Linked DNA regions of Sus scrofa: region 2 is linked to region 1. A link is a contact called in public Hi-C data. All regions are on one chromosome and are shown on one strand. The core of a region is the stretch at or near the end of the contact, and the rest is flanking DNA. Distances in the headings are between cores, read along the strand shown.

The links. A called contact is a pair of places that touch in the nucleus more often than the background predicts.
Region 2: a contact with region 1 is called in a Hi-C map of embryonic fibroblasts, with 1.6 times the contacts expected there. The contact joins the promoter of SLC25A3 here to the promoter of IKBIP in region 1. A contact is called at or near these places in 5 of 47 Hi-C or Micro-C datasets (alveolar macrophages, brain, embryonic fibroblasts and 2 more) and 2 of 2 datasets of contacts at active chromatin or transcription factors (alveolar macrophages and skeletal muscle).

The regions. Positions count from the first base shown.
Region 1 is chr5:85,256,737-85,260,501 of Sscrofa11.1, reverse strand. It overlaps IKBIP (IKBKB interacting protein), which reads right to left and starts at 2,010. Exons shown (of 3, transcript NM_001244129.1): 1 at 1,468-2,010. The coding sequence starts at 1,643. It overlaps APAF1 (apoptotic protease-activating factor 1), which reads left to right and starts at 1,751. Exons shown (of 27, transcript XM_021093024.1): 1 at 1,751-1,852.
Region 2 is chr5:85,290,319-85,294,083 of Sscrofa11.1, reverse strand. It overlaps SLC25A3 (solute carrier family 25 member 3), which reads left to right and starts at 1,748. Exons shown (of 9, transcript NM_001164512.2): 1 at 1,748-1,872; 2 at 2,110-2,270. The coding sequence starts at 2,114.

The DNA of each region.
Region 1 (3,765 bases), core at 761-3,260:
GAGGAGTTCCCATTGTGGTGCATTGGAAACCAATCCGACTGGGAACTATGAAGTTGTGGGTTTGATCCCTGGTCTCTCTCAGTGGGTTAAGGATCTGGTGTTGCTGTGAGCTGTGGTGTAGTTTGCAGATGTGGCTCAGATCCAGTGTTGCTGTGGCTGTGGTATAAGCCGGCAGCTGCAGCTCCAATATAACCCCTAGCCTGGGAACCTCCATATGCCACGGGTGCAGCCCTAAAAAGCAAAAAAAAGTTCTAGATGAGAGAACATCTGGGGTCTTTTCTAGAATCCAATTACTCTTGAAGATGAATATCTTCTAAATACTTCAAAAATTGGTGAAAAATGGAGGGAAACCCTTTTCTTGTTATTAAAATGAAATAGGTTGGAGTTCCTGTCATGGCTCAGTGGTTAACGAATCCGACTACGAACCATGAAGTTGCGGGTTCATCCCTGGCCTTGCTCAGTGGGTTAAGGATCCGGCATTGCCGTGAGCTGTGGTGTAGGTTACAGACTCGGCTTGGATCCTGCGTTGCTGTGGTTCTGGTGTAGGCCGGCGGCTACAGCTCCGATTAGACCCCTAGCCTGGGAACCTCCATATGCCGCGGGAGCGGCCCAAGAAATGGCAAAAAACAAAACAAAAAAATAGTTTAGTCAATGAATGCCATTAAGGAAAATAAAATTAATAAGTTAGCCTTAAGGTTATTTTTTTTTCTTTTTCTTCTTCTTTTTTTTTTTTTTTTTGGCAGAGCCGGTGGGCATGCAGAAGTTCCCAGGCCAGGGATGGAACACACCACAGCAGTGAGAATGCTGGATCCTTAACCCGCTGTGGCACGAGGGGAACTCCTAGGGTTATTTCTTAATAGTCATTTTTCCTATGACATCAATATATCGCTATTTGCTTGTTTTAAAAACTATAAATATTTAGTTTTAGGTAAACACAAGCGATATACTTTTTGTAGCTTTCCAATACTTAAAATTCAATCTGTAATTTAGGAATAGACTTTGAATGCATGCACATTGATCAAATATGAGCAATTCTCCAAATTTTGATATTATCATGAACATTTGTTACTTTAAGATCATAATGAAGTTTTTTAAGGTTGCAAAAGTTGCCGTTAGGGATTTATGGAATGGGGCAAATTTGCCCCAAAGAAGCTTCCGTCCAATAGCAGACGCTTAAAGTTTGGCAGAATCTTCCTTTCTTAATGGTTGACTCGTTCCCAAATCTTAGCCTCCAGTTGGGCAATCGGGACACGCAAGTGATAAAAAGGAAAAACGAGTTACAAGAAACAAGCGAAAGGGAGAATAAATTTGAGCCACCCTTTCCTGGGATGAGAAATAGAAGCGGAAAATCAGGGGGTTAGAGCTTAGCGGGATGCAGCCGGGTGGGACCGAGGCAGAGGCGAGACCCGGAGAAGACAGGGCGACGAAGGGAGGCCGGACACGGCTGGGCGGCCTCAGCCCACTTACCAGGCCAGGCCCAGGCACGTCCCCAGCGACAGCAGGCTAACGCCGGTCCGGGGGTCCGCCCAGCCCCCGCCTCCACTGCCCCGAGCATCGGGGCTCTTCCCGGCCTCGCTCCTCTTCCCAGGCTCCGCGGAGGCTCCCCTGGGCCCCGACTTCTTCCGGCTCTTCACCTCGGACATGTCTGGAGGTCTTGAGGACAGCAGACCGGGGGCTGCCTCTTACGCCTGGGGTAGCGGGACGTGGCGGCCTCAGCCTCGGTTGGAAGGCTCTGCAGTGACCGCGCCCCCTTTCAGACTTGGCACCGCCCAGAAGCCAGCCCCCTCCCTCGCCCGGTCATCCCCGCGGTTCCACTGCGACTCCTATCCACCTGCCTTTCTAGTTCCTCCAGGTGAGGCAGGCGGCGACCCTACTCCCCCAGTTCTTCTGCCTTAGGGCTGCAACCCCGGCGGACACCTTAGCTCCTGGGTGCGTGCGGGCCTCCGGGACGCGAGGTGGGGTGGTGGGCAGCGCGCGCCACGTCGAGCGCGCCGCCTCGGGCCTCCCTTCTTTGGAGCGCGGCGCGCCCCTGTGGCGGAGCCCGCCCCCGCTGTGGGGTGGGGCGGAGGCGCTTTCTTGTGCGCGCGCGGGCTCTAGGCGGAGCCGGGAGCGCCGCCGGCCGGCGGCCGGCCGGCCGGCGGCGGCGGCGGCGGCGGCTGCTGCCCGGAGAGGTTCTGGGCGTGTCTATTTGCATTCGCGGGCGGTCCTGTCCCAGCTGGGCTGGCCGGCGGGTTGCGGCTGCTCAGCGGTCCGGACGCGGAGGGGAGGAAGTGTCTAATGGACGAGGTTTCTTTATTTCTGGGCAGAAGGGGTGAGGGCGCCGGAGGTGAGGATTCTGGGCCGTCCGCGACCCGCGAGGACTTGAAGTAGCCGCGGCGGCGTCCGGAGCGGCACCCGCTCCCGCCCGGCGAGCCCCTGCCGCGGGAGGAAAGGAGCGGCAGCCTGCGTGGCCCTCCTTCCTTTGTGTCTGGGTTGAAACCCTCCCCTCGGCGCCCCGGGACTGCGTGGGCTGTTTGCTGGGGTGACGCCTCGGGCTCCGCCAGTCGGCGGTCCCGGGGGTCTTCAGGTGCCCCCAGCTGCGGAGGCCCAGGTGAGGCCCCCGTGAGGCCAGACCTGCCCCAGGGCTGTGCCCCGAGCCCTAATTGCTTTCGGAAGCGCAGTTGCCTCCCCTCACCCCCAGCTTGATTTCCCAGCCTATCCCTGCAGGGCTGCTTTGCCCGGTGAAGACCCTGTTACGAAGGTTTGGGTAAGTTTGCGCCTCGCTTTTCTCCCCAGCCCTGGTTCGTTGGAGGTTCGAAGTTAATTTTAGGGACTCAGAATTCTGGGTCAAGGAATAATTATTAATCGTTCTGATATTGTACCAGGAAGAGAAATTATCTAAAGAGGAAGTGGTGAGCGTTTACGGTTTTCCTGGATGATGCTGTCCTTTATATTTACCAACTATAGAATCCTAACTTTACATGTTGATATGGTTGCAAAAGATGGGACACTGAGAATTTGTTCAGAATACTTCAGTGTGTGCAGAGTTGAAAAAAAAGTACACAACTTAACGTCTTTAGTTTTAATAGGGCGAGGTGAAGATGGAAATTAGTTACAGATGGTCAGAGAGTGCTGTTGGGTTAGCTATTGGACCTAAGCTAAAACGTTCGTTTTTGCTTTGTAACGCGTTTTATTACTGAAAAATTAAGGGACGTTTTATGTTTGAGATCATAAAAACATTAACATTTGAAAGTTACCCAGCCTGGATTCTAACTGTAACTTTTTCTTTTATCAGTTTCATGCCAGTACTGAGCGTTTTGTGAAACTTGACAAGCATGGGCAAATGCTTTACTACCCTATGTTTGCAAGTGACACATTTGATGCCACTTTTTGTAGTCATTATTGCAGCTTAATCATAATTGCTGCTCTTCTGTGTGCTCAAAATTACTTGTGCATATCTCATTGTGCATTATCTCTTTGCACATTGTAGTTATCTCTTTTTCTCTCCTACCAGACTGTGAATTCCTTCAGGAGTGTGATTTAATCTTCTCTGTAGCCTCAGGGCCTGACACATAAGAGGGGTTCAAATGTTTATTGAGTGAATACATTAATAAGCACATTTAGATGCTCGCTGTAATACAATGGATAGATTCTGCTAAGGTTTTAAAAACTTGTAAATATTCTGATGGGTTTTATACCCATCAAAAAATTTGCATCTTTTTTTTTTTTTTTTTGTCTTTTCTAGGGCTACACCCGTGGCATATGGAGGTTTGCAAACTAGGAGTC
Region 2 (3,765 bases), core at 499-2,998, 34 kb before region 1:
AATTATCATCGAATGAACTCTATTCCAAGAATGGGAAATTGAAAAAAATGAAGCCCATGGCGCCCTCTTTTTAAAGAAAATGTCCGTTTTTTTCCTTAAGAGGATAACATTAAAAAAATTCTAGGAGTTCCCGTCATGGCTCAGAGGAAACAAATCCAACTAGGACCCATGAAGTTGTGGGTTCCATTCCTGGCTTTGCCCAGTGGGTTAAGGATCCAGCGTTGCCATGAGCTGTGGCGCAGATGAAGGGCTCAGGTCTGGCGTCGCTGTGCCTGTGCCATCGGCCGGCAGCCCTAGCTCCGATTGAACCCCTAGCCTGGGAACCTCCATATTCTGTGCGGCACTAAAAAGCAAAAAAAAAAAAAAAAAAAAAAAAAAAAAAAAAAAAAATTATAATATTGGAGTTCTTGCTGTGGTGCTGTGGGTTAAGAGTCTGACTGCTGTGGCTCTGGTCACTGCAGAAGTGGAGTTCTGATCCCAGCACCACACAGTACGTTAAAGGACCCAGGGCTGCACCTACACCAAAGCTGCAGCTCGAATTCAATCCCTGTCCCAGGGAGTTCCTGTCATGGCTCTGTGGTAATGACACAGATGTGGCTGGGACCCTGAGTTGCTGTGGCTGTGACTGTGGCTGGGAGCTGCAGCTCCAATTGGACCCCTAGCCTAGGAACTTCCTTATACTGCAGGTACAACGGAAAAAAGAATTTCAAAACAGTGACAGCCAAACATTAAACCAAGCACAAGTCCAGTATCATTGCACAGGTAGCAAGCCCATGCCTTGCTTCCAGCATTTAAGAAACAGGTGCACAGAGATCAAGTTAAGTTTTCAAGTTTACTTTGTCAATAGCTGGAAAAATGTCAGAGCCAGAATTCCAAGAGGCTAGACCCCTACGACACTCCTCCCAACTAAATAAGACCTTTCTCTGTTTAAGCGAATCTTTTTTTTTCTTATTATCTGATTTTTAAATTAGTCTCATTCAAATTGCAAGCTAAATTTGAAAATTAACACTGAAACACAATAGTATCAGGATGAATTCAACCACCCAGTCATTCTGCTACTTTTGGTGAGTTGATAGTCTGTGCCAGTCATTGTGAAAAAGTCTTTTTATTGTTTAAGTCAATCTTATGAAGATTTTCTAAATGTATTAAATACACGAAATCTGCTGCCAGTCACTAGTTCATCCCTCTACCCCCAGGGGTTAAAAATAATTTATTGAATGCTTTAATATGTTATACAAACTATTGTGATGAAGCAGCAAGCTATCTTAAGAGTTCCTGCTAAACATTTCCTTTTAAAATACTCTTCTAAAGTCTGATGGAAAATGCAGACATTTCTACTGTAACGCAATGTATGGAACTTAAAAAAAAAAAAAGTACTGTAATGGCATCAGCCATGATACAAAGTACTGCAAGGACATTCTAACCTCAACACCGAAATAATACACTATCACGGATTCTTTTTTTTTTTTAAGTGAATACTATAGAGTAGCTTCTTTAAAATAACTGAAGCCCCACACTACGGGAAAGACGTTTGAAGGTGAAAGGACAAAAAGAGGAGGTCACGAACACAAGCCCACAATACCCCAAAACCCGGCAAGGCACGAGCGCCTGCGCAGAAAGAATCCTGCTGCGCAGAAGTCGGCCGGAAGGGCTGGGGCGAAAGGGGCGGAGATAGGGTTGCTAGGAGATCTTGATGACGTTCACGTCTCGGCGCTCTTCTCCGCCAATGGGTGCCGCCTGCTTGTAATGACGCGTTGTGTGCGTTGCGCTGACGCCGCGCGAAGGGCACAGAACTAAAGGCCGGGAGGACGTTCGGTCTCTGTGAGCCGCAGCCTTTCCCAGGGAGCGGTTGTGTGTTCGCCATCTTAGGGAGTGAGTGTGGCTCGGCCTTCCTCGCAGTGGGTGCGGGGAGCGGAGCGCCTGTGAGGCGCTGCTTTGGCTGTAGGCCCGGTCGGCCTCCTCTTTTGGGGAAGCAGCCATGACCTCCTCAAGGGCGCGGAGGCGGGAAGAGGCAAGGCCCAGGTGGAGGGTCCCCAGCGTGCAGGTGACTTTGACCGGCCTAACGGCCCCTTTTGCTTGTCCTCTGACCGCCGCTTCCTCTCCCCCCAGGAAGATGTTCTCGTCCGTGGCGCACCTGGCGCGGGCGAACCCCTTCAACGCACCGCACCTGCAGCTGGTGCAGGATGGTCTCGCCGGCCCCCGCAGCAGCCCCGACGGGCCCCCGGGCCCACCTCGCCGCACCCGCAACCTGGCGGCCGCCGCTGTGGAAGGTGAGGTCACACCCTGCCCCGATAAGGTCTTTGGGTCATCTCTTGGGCCGCTCGGCCTTGGTGCCCTTGCCTGGCCTGGAGGACAGGGAAGGACGCACCCAGCCCGCAGGACGGCGCCCAGTTGCTTTTCCGAGGATGTCAGCCTGTTTTGCCCGAAGCCGGTTTTCGGATCTTAGGCCCTCCCTCAAGGGCGTGGGAGGGCCTATAAGTACTGCTCTCTCGGTGACCTCCACGTCCTCGAGCGAGTAGAGGCAAAGAGGCCTTGACTAGCTCCTTATCTTCTCCGCGGTGAGCCAGCTTGGTCAGCAGACTAAATATTGGATGAAGTCTCCTTCCTAACCACTGGCCACCGCAGTTTTAACTGTATTATGTGTTTGAGTTTCATTTTCTTTTAAAAAATACTCCTTCCTCTCGAGCATTTCGAAGTCTAATATTACTTGACACAACGAATGTGAGATAGCTAGGTATCTTGTTTTAATGTGGTTGATTGACTTGCAGCCCCGGAAGGGGTATAGAAAGGATACAGTGATTGATAGTGATCCCTTTGGTTGTATCTCTCGGGATTCTTGATGCTTAGACGTAACTTTATCTTAATTGTGAGTATTTTAAATCCCAGTAGAGTATATTTACAAAAGAAATCTGAAAACGGAATTGTAAAGAGTATTGAAAATGTTAATCTACCTTGTACCTGTAAAATGTGAAGTTTACTATGTCTTTAGTGTGGGTAAAAAAACCTTTACATCATCGTTCTGGCCTTCGATTTTGTAAAGTTAAATATATGGTTATTTGTGTAGAAAATGGATATGACTTCACGAATTTATATCTAGTTCTACGCTGTAGGGATTCGTTAGTGGGGGATAGTATTCGGTCGGTGGGGTAACCTTAGAGGTTTGGAAACTTTTACATGTGAGGGCCCTTTCTGAGTTTGATTTGTATTCAGAAGTGTGTTCTTATGAGCCCTTAACAAGTGGAAGTTTGACTTTAATTAGAGGAGCTGTTAATGGTGTAGAAAACTTTTTAATTCATACGGCAAAACGAGATAGGAGTATCTCACAGACATAGCCTTCATAATCTTTAAATGATTGTTTTGATTTTGGCAGTGAACTTCTTCACAGTAGGTGGAAAACTGTTTTTCAGCTTACTTCTTGTAAATGGTGGCCAGAACTCTTCATTTGTGTTAGTACTATTTCACAGGGAAATATAGTTCTCTTTCATTCCCATGGCCTTAGTTACCTCTGAAGAAATACTTACTTGATTTTTTTTTTCAATCAAACAGAGCAGTATAGCTGTGACTATGGATCTGGCAGATTCTTTATCCTTTGTGGACTTGGAGGAATTATTAGCTGTGGCACAACACATACAGCATTGGTTCCTCTAGATCTGGTTAAATGCAGAATGCAGGTTTGTTTTTGCATGTTGGACTAAATAAAGCATATTGTTGAAGCATGGCTGTTATCTACTAACAAGCTGTGTGGAAGCCTAACTGCAGAGCAGA